2 separate regions of the Mus musculus genome follow, and region 2 is linked to region 1. A link is a contact called in public Hi-C data. All regions are on one chromosome and are shown on one strand. Each heading gives the region's core, a stretch centred on a gene start, on an enhancer-like site or on the middle of the called end of the contact. The rest is flanking DNA. Distances are from core to core; before and after follow the strand shown. Region 1 holds the start of Unc79 (unc-79 homolog). Region 2 overlaps Unc79 (unc-79 homolog).

Region 1 (4,156 bases), core at 654-3,153:
GTCCAGATTTTCCAATTTCTGCAATGGACAAAAAAGTAGTAAGAAAGGCTAAGGGCAGGGGGAAAAGGAAGGGGAGAAGATGAAGATAAGGAAGGTCACGTCTCCCCAGAGGAGTAAGTCGGAGCTTGTGCTGGTATGGAGAAACTGGGTGTGGAGACTGTCCGGGCTGGTGAATTAACCCTCACAAGTCAAGCCTGAAGTAGTGAGAGTCAAGGCTGAGGAATAGTGTCAATGGTGTGTATGATTAAGGACTTTGAAAGGGACAAGAAGAGAACTGATCCAAATAGACTGGAGGCCTGCGGGCATTCTGAGCAGCACTGCCAACAACAACTGCTGTTCAAGTGTGCTTGGAAGCTCCGGACTCTCATGAGTATACTCATGTAATCTTGACAACAACTTTTGATAGGACTATCACCATACTGTTTTTTTTTTTTGTTTTGTTTTGTTTTGATGAGAAAAATCAAAGCATAAGAAAGTGAAAGGTCGTAAGAGCACAAGAGGCAGGTCTGAAACCCAGATCGGGATTCCCCCGGGTGGGCACGACCTCAGCAGCAGCTGGTTCTCAATGTAGAGATAGATGTTCAGTGACAAACAGCAGCAACATCAGGCAGGGGGTGGGGGAATTATTTCCAAGACGTATTTCTTCCTTTGTTCTGTGTTTGTCCAAGCTACTTTTTTTTTCTTTCAAATTTCAATTACTGTTTTCTTTATTAATGCCTCCAGCTTCCCAGAAATTTTGGAATAAATCCTTGAGCTTTCCTCTAATCACACAAAACGCTTGTCATTTTCTCAGAAATGTTCATTATATTCATATTTTGTTCAGAACCACTTCCATGTATTTTGATTTTATTTACTCAAGATGAACTGTTCGCCGTCGTTCTTCAAAGAATCATTTGTCTTTCCCTGAGACGGGGCTGTGGTCTGGGGAGTAAGCAGTGGTAGAGCGCGATGGTCTCTGGGCAGGTACCTCAAGCTACCTACCAAGAATGCAGTCGGAGGGGCATCCTCAGGCGCCAAATCCCTTCCCCTTGTTCGCAGTCAAACAGCTCCACAGTACTTGCACCACGGACAGCTCCCTAGACGTCTGTTTTCTAGGCCACTTGGAATACCTTGATAATTGTTCCCAGTGTTTTGTTTTTAATAGTCAAAGATCTGGATAATTAGTACTTTTCTCAGGGAATTTACTAGTATTTCCTTAACCTACATATCATTCTTCCTGAGATGGAAGAACATTGATTTTCTTCATATTAAAAATAGCTCATCAACTTACAGTTCCTATTGCTTTTGCTAAACCAGTTTGCTATGCTTGTTGTCCCCCACCCCCACCCCCGCACCCCGCCCAGTTTTCCAAATGAACGATTTGAGTGAAGACTGGTTCTAATGACTGGCAGTTAGTCTTTCTGTTTCCGTTGTATTATTCCACTGCCCATTGATTCCGGGCGGCAGGGCGGATTTTATTGTTCCCATTTTACAGATGATGAAGAACCATAGGCTTACGGATAGCAAGCAATGGAACAGAGTCTGGGATCTGGTTCTCCTAAACCCAGGCTTCTAGTGCTTTTCTACTTTGAGGTGGACTCTCCAGGAGTCTTCCTATTAATATGCATGTTGCCCTTTTGATCGCTCCCCTTTTCCATTGGTTTCTGCTTCCCAGCAGAGAGAGGGGCTTCTCCCAGGCGCCCAGCCTGGACTGCTTGCGAGGAGCACACCTGGGTTCTTTCTGTCTCCAGTTTCTCCTCTTCCTTTTCTGTGGACCTTCCACCTTTACCATCTATGGAAATCTCCTCCTTTCCCTAGCTCCAACCCACACCCCCTCAAGTCTTCTCACAGCCCCCTGGCTTTGGGACCTCCCATCGCTGCTCAGCAGCAGGAGAGCCCATCCGCCAGGGGAGGCAGAGGGCACGGAGCGCAGCACGCCGGGAAGCCATGCAGAGGGTTACTTCTCCATTTCCTTCCTCGCAGTCCTCTGGAGCACTGTCGTCGCCCTCCGGCCCGGCTGTGTGCAGCCCGCCCCGGATCCGCCTCCCTGCCCTTCCTCCCGGAGGCTGAGACGCGCGTGGGACGCACCTGTGCTCCTCTCCGGTCACCGCGTCGAGGCGCCGGGGGCTGCTTCGCTCGCAGGATCTACGGGCCTGGAGAACGCCAATGGGGAGATCCAAATGGTCGGGGACTCCGGCACTTTAAGAGGCTTTTCTCTGGGAAACACCCGGCCCCTCCGTGCGCCTTATGAATGGAAATACTCCTCCCCCGGTCGAGCCCATTTTCCCATTTCACCAGGAGCCGCAGCTCGCTCTCTCCTTTCGGTCTCCCCGCCCACATCCACGCGGGCAGCTCCAGGAGGGGACGGACAGGAAGCCTTTGGCCGCCCATTAAATCCCACCCATTTCTCCGGGGGCGATTTCCTAACCTTCCGGGACCGAATTCTGCAATTTGATGTGCGTTTTGTCCGAATGGTAGCGACACGGGCCTAAGGGAGGGGGAAAGCGAGGGGGTGGGGGGTGGGGGGTATGCGCTCTTTTCCTCGCAACATCGCTGGCGGAGCGAGGGAGCTCACACGACACAGATTTTGGGGCAAAGCCTTTCCATCTGGACAGCACCATGTCCACCAAAGCGGAGCAGTGTAAGTAGCAGCCGGCCCGGCGTTCGGCCCGGCCTCCGGCTGGGAGCTATCGCAGCTGCGGCGTTTGCGGCTGCTGGGAGACCTTGGCATTGTGCTGGTGCGGGGGTGGGGGCTGAGGTTGGGGCGGGTGGCGGGTGGGGGGTGGAAGGAGGTGGGGGAGGGTGGACGGCGGAGGCAGCGCGGCGCTGTCCCCGGTGCTGAAAAATAATGCAGTCTACTGGGGCTAGCAGTGGGGTTCTCCAGACCGAAGACCCCGCGAGACGAAATTAAAATGGGGTCAATCTCGGGAAAAAGAGGCCTCGTATCTTTCAGATAAACATTTCGGTATCTCTTGTTGGAGTGGGGGAAGGGGGGCAGCGGCAAATCAGGGGCGGGGAACTGTCAGTTGCAACCAAAGCCTGCCTGGCCTTCTGAGCATGCCCAGTTCCTGGTGCTGGAGCCATCGGGGAGTTTGAGTCTGCAGTTTCCACTTCGGGTGGAAGAGGCAAGAAGGGAGAGAGGGGGGAGGGAACAGAGAGCAGGCTGAATTCTGCATTCAGTATAAAGAAAATTAACTCGTGCATAGCAACACTGCTCCCCTGGAGCAACTAACCTCCACTGTGTGGGGGCTTACAAGAGAGTGAAAGGGGTATTGGGAAAATGATCTAATTGATCTAATGATTTTTCCAAAGAGCAGGCTTTCTTTGTAGGGCAGCTTCCACAAACTCTAATAGCACAGGAGGAATTTGGTTGTACCAATAATGACTGGCTCTGTGCTTGGCTGGTAACAACATGGTAACTCCATGTGGACGGAGGACATTTCCAGCATGGTCCCCATAGTAACTCCTATTGCAATGTGCACTAGTAGGCCTTGGGTATGTACTTGGTAGGTTGGTTGATTTGATTGTTTACCTGAGAGCACTTGAGGGATTCAGAAACTTAAGCTTTGGGTTGTAAATAAACGATCATTTTTAATAAGCAATCAGTTGGTATTTCATACAAGAGTATCTAGAACTTATTTTTCTAAATGATTCTTTGTTTCTTCCAAAGCAGTACACATTTATTCTGATAATGCTGTCACTTCTTAAGTCTGTGTAATTCTTCTTTGAAATGGTACTAGCACGGATTTGGAATGTGTTAGATAAAATGCTGTATACCATTTATCCACCACATAAGACTGACTGAATGGCTGACGATCACACGGTGTCCAGACTGATGCGGCTTTAGAAATTGTGTGTGCCCACTTTCCACCAGAGCTTTCACCATGATTTTGAAATCCAGAACATCTGGGTGTAAATATTAGTTCTGCCTCTGTTTGACCTTGGGCAAGATAACTGACTCCTCCAAACTTCATTTCCTCATCTGTAGATGTGGGGCGAAGCTGCTGATAGTGTAGTTGTGATAATAAGTGAGAAAAATACACATGAAATAGCTCATGATCCCAGCATATAACATATACCCAATATATGATAGCTACTGTGCAATCAAGCATTTCCCATTTCAATTGTCTATCTCTTCTAAACAGTGAAAAAAGTCCCTTGTGATTTTTTTGCCTGT
Region 2 (4,156 bases), core at 635-3,134, 58 kb after region 1:
GTCTTTGATGAGACAGTTTTGACTTTGAAGTGGATCCAGTTCTTCAAACCAAACATTGGCTGCATAGCATTTAGGCTGCTCACACCATCTTTGCTACCCCACGAATCGCTTATGCTTTTATTTTTAAATAACTCCTTTTGAGGTCTCCTAGCACATCAACTTATTATAAAAATTATTTTTGACATGTTTTTTAACTCCTTTCATAAATAAAATATAGTTCTCTTTATTCCAATGTGTGGAATCTATTTTGTTTATGAAAAGATATTAAAAGAGTTACTAAGAATTGCAAGAAAAAAATCATTTGCAGATCACCATGGAAACCTCTCTTTTTCCAATAAAGAACTTGTGATTTGTGGACCAAATTGAAGTATGGCTGTCTGAAGGATGATACTTGGGTGTAGGTCTAAGTAAGTGCCCATTAGTGCAGGCTGCTTATTTTGAAGAAAGAAATGATGCTGAAGAATTGCCGCACCTTGGACTCTGTGTGCTATCTGACGCAGCTTCTTTCCTGACATACATTTCCTCAGCCACTGGCCCTTAGGAAAGAGAAAGGATCTTTCAGATCTTTGAGTTGACTTAAAAACAATATATGACTTCATTGAATATCTGGTTCCGGGCTCTAGGCCAAGGGGCATCTATTGTTTGGTTTTGGCTACTACATGGTACATGTGGTCTAGGGTTATGGTCTCTGTGTGGTCCTGGCTGTCCTGGAACTCACTCTGTAGATCAGGATGGCCTCAAACTTAGAGATCCACCTGCCTCTGCTGCTGAATGCTGGGATTAACAATGTGCACCACCACCGCCCGGCTTAGTTTTAAGGTCTTATGAAAACTAATCTTACACAGACAAAAGACAGTAAAAGACAAGCTATTGATGCCATGCGAATAATCACATAATGTCTATTCCTGGTCCTCTTACTAGCTAATGAGGTAGGTGTTGCTGTGAGAACTGTCTGGGATCAGGATTCATTGGGGGCAGAATTATAGTCCTTTGGTTGCTCTCTTTCCCTAGTTTAACTTTTATTCTCTTAGCTATAAATAAAACTGTCACTAATATAGCTCCCCTTGCCTACATCCCATCTTTGTTGTGAGACCATGAGAAGAAAGTCATATGAGACTTAATAGTTGAATATTCTACAACGTTGTACAAATATGTAATGGATCAAATGCACAGGCAAATCATAGATATAATAATTATGTCACATTGCAGCAAAAACTGACACTAGTCTGCCGAGATTGTTCATGTTCTTCAGAGGATTCACTCTCCTATACACTGAGGCCAAGGGCCATCCAGGAGAGGCCGGACCTTCCATGGCTTATGTGATAGCCCACATAAAACCACCACAAGCTTGCCCTCATGATACCTGCACAGTTAGGTATCTTGCTTTCATGGCTCTTCACTAACCCAACTGGCAAGTATTTTAATGAGTCATGGGACTCTGGTCCTCTCTTCAAATGTAGTCGATGCCTTCTGAAGTCATAGCTCTCTCTTAACAGAGACCGTACCTCATGGAGCACTGTCCAAGGGCTGTTTGCATAGCTCAAGGCCTGTGAGAAGAGAGTCTGCTTTGCTATCCAGATAATGCTATCTGGCCAACGTAGGAAGTGACTATGTCACATGTCCTAGGAGTTTCCTCACCCTAGGTAACTCCCTTGTCTTTGTCGTCTAGAAGACTATAAGGCCAGTTTATTTCAATGTATCCTATCTCGGACCGTGTCCTGTGGCGGTTACTTGGATCGGTCTAAGAGCTTCAGACCTGGTCTCTCTACTTCCCTGGTTAGGCTTCCTATCAGCTGTTCTTTACCCCAAACCCAGAGTCACCTTCCAAACGTGTAGATTAAATCGTGTCATTTCCCTCCTCCAAGCCATCCAGCTTCCCGTCACTCTTACACTAGAGTTCAGCGGCCTTCTTTAGCTCGTCAGACCCTGCATGCACTGGCTGTGGCCAACCTCTCTGTTGTGGTCATTGTATTACCACATGACCAGTCTGCATGTCCACATCAGCCTTCCTGTGGTTTTATAAGGGCATCATCAGGCTTTAGGCTTACTGTATACAATTTCCCTTGTCTTGGAGCCCTTCTAAATGTCCTCATGATGTGTTTCCTTTAGGTCTCAGTTCAAGTACCACATCTTTCAAAGAAAGGTGTGTGTGTGTGTGTGTGTGTGTGTGTGTGTGTGTGACTGAGAAAGTTGGGGGAGAGAGACAGACAGACAGAGATTCATGGGAGGTCAAAGGACAGCATTTGGGTGTCAGTTTTCTGCACCATTTTAAGGCAGGATCTCCTTTGTTGCTTCCACTACTGGGCTGTGTACCCCAGGCTAGGTGGCCCAAGGTTTCTTGTGGGTTTTCCAGTCTCTGCCTGCTCTGGCTGTAGGAGTTTCTGGGTCTTCTGATGCAAGCCACTCCGTCTACTTTCTTCTGTGTGCTCTGGGTGGAGTTTGTATTGTCAGGCCTGTACAGCCAGAGCTTTTACTCCCTGAGCCACGCCACTGGACACTCTGAAGGATCATATCTTTGGAGATGCTCCCTTCTAATCTAATGCAGAACATCCCATTATCTTGTCTCTGTTTCCTTGCCCAGATTCTCGCCTCTCACTGGTGGATATTTGTCCTTTTCTGTGGAACAACACTGTCCACAGAACTTTCTCTGATAATGGAAATGCATCATAAAATTCTATGCTGCCTCACGCTGCAGCCGCGATCATATGGGGTTGCTAAGCATGTACGATGTGTCTAGTGAGGCTGAAGGATGCAGTTCTAAATCTTATTTCATCTTAAATAATATGCATAGCTACCTACAAGGGCTTCGAATGATGCCTGGTGCATTTTCTATGAAAAAGGTAGTGTTGACTGACTGAGTGAGCGACTGGAGCATTAGATTTACAGTTAGCTATAATTGTCCTTGTCTTGAACTGTCATTGTCCCTTTGATAATGCTGGTGCTTTCCTGCAGCTAGTTCACCTCTCACTTATAGAATGGCTTTTGTTATCTGCTCACTTGGGAAGGCTGTATGTGTGTAAGAACCACACATGCAGCACATTATGAAATGCAGCACTTGCTAAGGGATTGGTACTGTTCAAGAGAGGAAGGCATGATGGTAATTTCTGTTCTTGTGCTACTGGGGGAAGAGCAGAAAGGCCTGGAAACTCTAAATTACATTTCCTGAGGACACTCATCTTTCCCCTTTCATTTTATGGTTTTTTTTTTTTTTTTTTTTTTTTTTGGTGCTCTCATGGGATTGAGCTACGTATCTGTTTACATCATGCCTTTTTAACAAGATTCAGTAAATGATGTGTGCTTGTGCATGCTTATTAAATTAAAACCATGGTGATTTTATTTGGTCTCGTAGAAGGCTTTGAAATTGCAAGATGCTGTCTGTTTATATAAGTATTGGAGCCAATTTCCTGGGGCTTGTGTCCTAGGGGAACTCTTGGCTTTATGGATGGCCATACTTGAGGGACAGCATAGATTTGCAGAGGTAACAGGGACATCCAAAGGTCGCTAAGCCATCTGGGCAGTTCTCCAAACAGACTTCACTTAAATCATCCGAGACAGTTGGGCATCTCTCCCATTTATAAAGGCCTCCGGGCACAGTGGCTCTCAACCTTTTTGAACAGTTTTCATTGTTGAAAAATGCTTATTATTAAAAAGTTTGAGTTGAATTTAAATAAAGATGAAAACACTTGTCACCAAAAGACTATACATGTGGTAAGAGGGAGAGAGAGAGAGAGAGAGAGAGAGAGAGAGAGAGAGAGAGAGAGAGAGAGAGGAAGGAGGAGGAGGAAAGAGAGGGAAGAAGGGAGGAAGAGAGGGGGAGAGGAGAGGAGGAAACCAGATGAAAGGAGAGGGGATGAGAGGGAGGAGGGGATAAGAAGGGAAAGGGGAGAGAAGAGATGAAAAGGGGAGACAGACAGACAGACAGGCAGGCACTCTTCTGTTTTTATGTTCGAGTAGGCATTCCTTTCTTCTTCAACAAAGGGCACAGGAGTACTGTATATGTGCTCATCCTTCTGAGCCCTGGGTACTGGCCTGGGCATCCCTTTTTTATTTCTCTCCCCTCTTACAGAATTTCTCAAAGGCAGATCTAAGACCAGCCTGCTGAGACGTACCCCATGTGCTTATCAATTGAACAGAGTTTCCCATTCCTCACACGGGC

Evidence for each region. A called contact is a pair of places that touch in the nucleus more often than the background predicts.
Region 2: a Hi-C map of the N1E-115 cell line shows a contact between it and region 1, with 2.5 times the contacts expected there. The contact joins the enhancer-like site here to the promoter of Unc79 in region 1. A contact is called at or near these places in 3 of 39 promoter capture datasets (hippocampal neurons, neutrophils and stem cell-derived epiblast-like cells), 2 of 484 Hi-C or Micro-C datasets (the N1E-115 cell line and dorsal root ganglion neurons), 2 of 115 datasets of contacts at active chromatin or transcription factors (embryonic stem cells and neural progenitor cells) and 3 of 9 other capture datasets (adipose tissue, liver and pancreatic islet).

The regions. Positions count from the first base shown.
Region 1 is chr12:102,946,956-102,951,111 of GRCm38.p6, forward strand. Unc79 (unc-79 homolog) reads left to right here and starts at 1,904. Exons shown (of 49, transcript NM_001081017.2): 1 at 1,904-2,620. The coding sequence starts at 2,599.
Region 2 is chr12:103,005,172-103,009,327 of GRCm38.p6, forward strand. All of the region lies in intron 4 of Unc79 (unc-79 homolog), which reads left to right. Among named protein-coding and RNA genes, the nearest start is that of Unc79, 58 kb to the left of the region's middle. Within about 2 kb of position 1,885, at least 9 of the 459 cell types and tissues checked have an H3K27ac peak or open chromatin away from gene starts, as enhancers often do. A contact at or near this core is called in the N1E-115 cell line, where this site is marked.